Regions from separate parts of the Muntiacus reevesi genome. Here region 2 is linked to region 1. The links are chromatin contacts, called in public Hi-C maps. All regions are on one chromosome and are shown on one strand. Each heading gives the region's core, a stretch centred on a gene start, on an enhancer-like site or on the middle of the called end of the contact. The rest is flanking DNA. Distances are from core to core; before and after follow the strand shown.

What was found. Hi-C and Micro-C count contacts between places; a contact is called where the count stands out from the background.
Region 2: a contact with region 1 is called in a Hi-C map of muscle, with 6 times the contacts expected there. The contact joins the promoter of RNF7 here to the promoter of XRN1 in region 1. A contact is called at or near these places in 2 of 3 Hi-C or Micro-C datasets (blood and muscle).

What each region holds. Positions count from the first base shown.
Region 1 is chr8:6,882,564-6,885,649 of mMunRee1.1, forward strand. It overlaps XRN1 (5'-3' exoribonuclease 1), which reads left to right and starts at 1,656. Exons shown (of 43, transcript XM_065942915.1): 1 at 1,656-2,281. The coding sequence starts at 2,207. ATR (ATR serine/threonine kinase) reads left to right here. Exons shown (of 46, transcript XM_065942910.1): 46 at 574-1,268. The coding sequence ends at 747.
Region 2 is chr8:7,513,864-7,516,635 of mMunRee1.1, forward strand. It overlaps RNF7 (ring finger protein 7), which reads right to left and starts at 1,277. Exons shown (of 3, transcript XM_065942934.1): 1 at 371-1,277. The coding sequence starts at 538.

The DNA.
Region 1 (3,086 bases), core at 406-2,905:
GCAGTGAGATGACTATATTGGTTGAAGACTCAAATTTTCCAGATAGTTATTTTAAATAAGTTAGAATGGGTTGAGAATTGTTATTCTAATAACATCATTCTCACTTGCATTCTGATATGCTGTTCTGATTGAGAGAAATGTGTAGGATTCCAGATGCTCATGTAGAACTCCCATTTGCATATACTAATGGAAAATATTAGGCATCAGAGTATTATTGCTATTCCTAGAATATTAATATTCAAATGTTTATGTCCTAAACACTTTTTAGGGTAGGTTTTTTATATTATTGTTCTAGACTTCTAATGTGGAAGAGATTATTGATATTTCACTTAGTCCTGAAAAACATCCATGCAGTTGATATTAGGTCAACATTGCAAGTTTTAAGATCAGTAGCTCGAGTTATCATATTTGTTTCTTCTCTCTTTTGTCTTATTTGCTCTTATAAAAGCAGTAAAGGTCAGTAAAATGGCATTAATATTTGTTAAATAACAGAAAGTCAGTAATTCCAGTTTATAAACATATATCCACATGTCATTGGGTCCTTCGTTCTTATGATCTTCCATTTCCTTTTAGGCCAAGACTCATGTTCTTGACATCGAGCAGCGACTGCAAGGTGTAATCAAGACCCGAAATAGAGTGACAGGGCTGCCATTATCTATCGAAGGACACGTGCATTACCTTATACAAGAAGCTACTGATGAAAATTTGCTATGCCAGATGTACCTCGGTTGGACCCCATATATGTAAAATGGAATTACTTTAAAGAATATGTTAATAATCTAAATTTAATGCATTTGGTGTGTTAATCTGTGGTTGTATCTATTCAATTCCAAAGTACAACATATGTTTATATTCTCAGAGTAACTGATATTTCTCCCTGATTGTTAATAATATTTAAAATAATATATGTTGTTACAAAATAAACTGTTTTCTTAATATATACTGTGTATTATAACTGGAGAAATGGAATATTGTATGTTTTTATGCTCTAAAAAGATATTTGCAAAAAACAAGCCAGCCTAATTTCATTTCACAATTTTCACTGATTATAAGTGCTAGCGTAAGGATTCATTTGAACAAAAAATTACATTGAATAAATACTCTTTATGTTAACACTGTGCTATATTTGTGCACAGAGCTAGCTAACAATACTTGCCCTGCCCTCTGGGAATTGCCTAGTAAGAGAGATGTAAACATAAATAGCACATTATTAAGTTCACTTAGTAAAACTCCTTTTTATTTTTTGGTATGGTCTAAAATATGATAGGGAGAGAAAAGTTAGTCAATTAGCATGAATATGAAAACAATCTGTAATTTTAAAGATACTACCGTACTAAAAGTGCACCAGAATGCAGAATCCTATAGTTTGGGGGAAAAGCAGTACTTAACATTTCACAGGTTTTAAAATCTAAGCAATTTTAATAATAAATTTGGGGGTATGTTTTATTACAGAAGATGTAAAATAACTCATGGTAATTACAAAGCAATGAGATTATACAGAAATAAATGGAAAACTTTTCATAACAGGTAATTTCACTTAAGTTCACCTTACAAAATTCTGCCTTTTGTATAGTTTAAGTGTGACGGGGGTAACCCAAGAGGTATAAATGTCAAAACTAAACATACACTTTCCTATTCAAGGAAAGTATAATGGAAAGAGTTGTAGAGTAAGCTGGATGGAGGGGTATTAGGAAATTATTTTAAGCAAGTAATTTGAAAAAAGAAAGTTTTGAAAAGAAACTGTTGTAATCTCGAAAAATTTCCGCTCACAAAGTAAACCAAATAAATCATCGGACCTTTACAAATGCATGTTGAAAACCACTGAGATTTGTAAGAGACGGAAAGAGCCAGGATTCTTACAGTCGTCTCATGGGATTTCCACACCATTTCCAAATCCACTGATAGCGCACGGCTCCATCAACGGACAGTCTCATGACTGAATTTCGCACGCGTATTCAAACGCGCTTTGGGTTTCAGCCGAGTAACCCACCAGGAAGCTCTGCGTCGAGCCTTTCGGCCGGGACTAGAGCCCCGCCCCGGGGATGCGGCCTCGGAGCCGGCCGCTCTAGGCCCGGCGGCCGCTCTCTATGGTCAGGCGGGCGGTGTGTTGTCATCCGCGGAGCGACGGCCGGAGGCGGCTGCGTAGGCCCCGGCGGGGCGTTTGGTTTCGGTTTGGCCCTGCCTGGAGTTAATATTGACGGCCGAAATGGGAGTCCCCAAGTTTTACCGATGGATCTCGGAGCGATATCCCTGCCTCAGCGAAGTGGTGAAGGAGCATCAGGTGGGTGAGCACGGGGTCAGCGGCTGAGAAGGCGGAGGACCCGGGGCTCGGCGGCCCTCTCTCCGCCCTGGGACCTGGGATCCCAGCCGCCTCCTGCTGCTCGTCGTCAGCTGGCTGAGCGCCGAAGGGAGGGGAGCAGGACATTTAAGGACACCCTGGTGATCTGAGTGGGAGCGAACGCGCAGGTCGCCCTCCTGTGGGCAGAGCCGCGGGGATGCGACGGTTCTGACAGCTCCTGCCGGGGCAGGGCCTGCGTGACTCCGACATCAAGTCCGGGGGAGCGACGCTCTCCGGAGTGCTTCGCCTTCCTTCCCAGGAAGTTGCAGGTTTCGTTTTTCTTTCTGGACGTTTCGAAGAGGAGTGGGTGTTCTCTTAGGGCCTCCCCCGGGTCCCCACCAGAGCCAGCAGACCAACCTACGAAAATTACTAACGGCCTCAGCCGTTGAATACCCCTGTTTACTTTTCCTTATCTCGAGCTGCATCCCGCCCTACCCCCAACGCCTAGACTTTCTGACGTGGCTGATGGTTCATATTTATGATGCCTTTCGGTACATTTTTTCTATTACCCCAAGAACCGTACCAACCCCCCGTTCCGAAAGAAATAAAAATACATTTGGACGGGACCAGGGCACTTATTTGAAGGCTTCATTGTGCGTGTATGTGCGTGCGTGTATGTGTGTGTGTTAGTGTTAGAGAAAGGGGGGGAAAGGGAGAGAAGTAGGGAGAACGGAAAGAGGAGCAGATTATAAGAGCACTAATACTTGTAATCGTCTTATTCGGTATATAATGACCCCAGAGCAGAGTT
Region 2 (2,772 bases), core at 27-2,526, 630 kb after region 1:
GGCCACACAAACCGAAGTGGTTCCTCCCAGCTCCCATTAAATCACCTACTTTTATTGTGATCACACCGATCACTACTGGAAATGACCTTGTTCAATTGTCCTTCCGGCCACCCCCTTTTCTCCCAGAATACCCGTCCCCGGCACAGGTCGTCTGCTGAACGACCCCTCGGCCCCTGGCAGCGGCCGCAGCCCTCGGATCACCAGCAGCTCGGGCGTGGCCCGCGGTCTCCCGGCGCCAGGGCAGGGCGATCCCGCCCCCACTCCTCCAGGAACGGTCTCTCGGAGGCTTGGTCCTTCCCCCCACGCCCGGAGCCCGGCCTGCGGAGGCCGCAGCACAGCCGGGGCCTCGCGTGCTGCGCTTACCCATCACCTGGACCCTGCAGATGGCGCACGTATCGCACTCCACGTCCCAGCTCCACATGGCCACAGCGTTCCACTTCTTGAGAGAGAACATTTTGTCGCCGCCCGACTTGGATCCTGAGCTCCCCGAGTGAGACGACAGGGCGCAGGGTTCCTCACCGTCTTCCACGTCGGCCATAGCGGCGGCGCGGGGCCGGCGGCGGAGACGTTGGGTCGTGGGAGGTGGGCGGCTATGGCGGCTCCGTGGGGCCGCCCGACGGGCCACAGCGCCGCCCGCAGGCCGCGGGCCGCCGCGGGGGTCTAGGACGGGGCGGCGCCCGCGATTGGCTGGCGCGGCCCAGTGACGTCACCACACGCCGGCACCAGCGGCTTCCCGGAGTCCTGGTTCCCGGTACTCACGTCCCCAACGCCCGGCCAGCTCAGCGGGCTGAGAGACCCCGGGCCGACCCTGCGCGGTGGAGGGTTCCACTGCGCAGGAAACACGTGTCCTGTTTTATGTCTTCATGACACCGCTTTTAGAAGCTGTCTTGTTGATATGTTCGTTTGCCGTCCTTCTCAAATGTAAACGCCCTGGGAGCGGGGCCTATTTCTTGATCATCGCCTTCGTTAAGAACTGCAGCCTCGGGAGGAACAGTTATTTGTTGAGTGAATGAATGACGAGCTAGGAATCTGGTTCAACGGTTCTCAAATTTTTTGGTCTCGGGACCCCTTTACACTTAAAAATTACTTAAGGACATTTAAGAACTTTTGTTTGTGTAGGATGGATGTGTACATATACACGCTTATACATATGTATTTCCTTTTTAAGAAAACGGGAAAAAATATATTAATTCATTTCAAAACAGTAAGAAATCCATTACAAGTTATCCTTAGAATACCTATATTGGACACTCACAAGAGAGAATGAAGAGAAATAGCTATGACGGCTGTGCTGTGCTCAGCCGTGTCCGACTCTGCAGATACCATGGACTGTAGCCCGCCAGGCTTCTCTGTCAATAGGATTCTCCAGGCAAGAATACTGGAGTGGTGTAGCCATTCCCTTCTCCAGGAGATCTTCCCAACCCAGGAATCGAACCGGGGATTCCTGCATTGCAGGCGGACTGTTTACCAGCTGAGCTACCGGGGAAGCTCATAGCTATGAATACTGGTATGTAAATAGTTTTGACCTTGTTGGTCCCCTGAAAGGATTCCAGGAACCCTGGAGACCACACTCTAAGAAACTTAAAGGTAGTTTAATTTTTTATATGTAGGAATAATGAAGTCCCCAAATGTAATTTATAGTAATTCTGCTATATTTGTAAAAATATTATAAATAATATTATAATAAATTAATTAAAACAAATAATTATTAATATTTAATAATATTAAATTAATTAAAATTATTATAAAAATTATAAAAAGTAATTTATAGTAATTTAGAAAAGTAATTCTGCTATTCTGAGAAGGTGACAGTGGAAACCAGGGTTCTTCTATTGCTAGCCCAGGGTCATGTTATGTTTTCTCAAGCAAAGCAGGTAACATCTCCATTTAAAAGATACCAAACCTGAGGCACAGAGACCGGAAGATGCTTGGTCACCACTCCCACCTAGTGGTGGACACCTGCTGTGTCAGGATTAGGACTCAGAGCTTCCCACCTCTATTGGGACTCATCATTCCTTCATTTCCTGGTGTCAGGCCTTGTGCCCCTGGGTCTAGGCTAGCCAAACTCCAGAAATCTGGCAGAGGAGACAAGGATGCATTAAACGTGTAAGAATACAGTTATGGACACAGGGACACGTTTGGCCAGATGGTATAATATGTGCTGTTTGTTGAGTGGTGCATTAAGTGCTCTAATAGACAGAAACGTTCCTCAAGACAGATGGAGTGAGGGCAAACCTCATAGAAGAGGTAAAGTTTGAACTGGGGGGGGGGGGGGGGGAGATGGGAGGCCTTGGAGTCCAGGAAGTAAATGGAGAAAGCAAACGGACAGAGCAGTAGTGGTGGTAGCAGGTATAAATCTGACCGCAGTAACTTCACAAGCCAGACAAAAATGTCTGTAAACAAACCCAGATGAACCATCCAGAACATGTTTCATTCACATTAAGCTATTGCATATGTGACTGTAAATGACTATAAATGCTAGATAATTAATTTTTAAAAAAAGAAGACTGGAACCCGAAGAGGATAAAAATGCCCCACTTGGTGTGAACTGGGCAGTTTGAAAGAGAAAAAGACGGACCTTAGATGAAAGGCCAGAGGATAATTAAGAAGGAGTGGTACCTGTTGGTGTTGAGTCTGAACCTCACCTCCCTGCCCCTGGATTATTGTGTCCTGGCTTCCTTCCTATCTCTGCTCCCCACTCTAGCATTCAATCTAAAATGCCTGTTTAATTTTCCTATACTCCTTTTCCACCCAGCACTCTGCTGCTCAAAA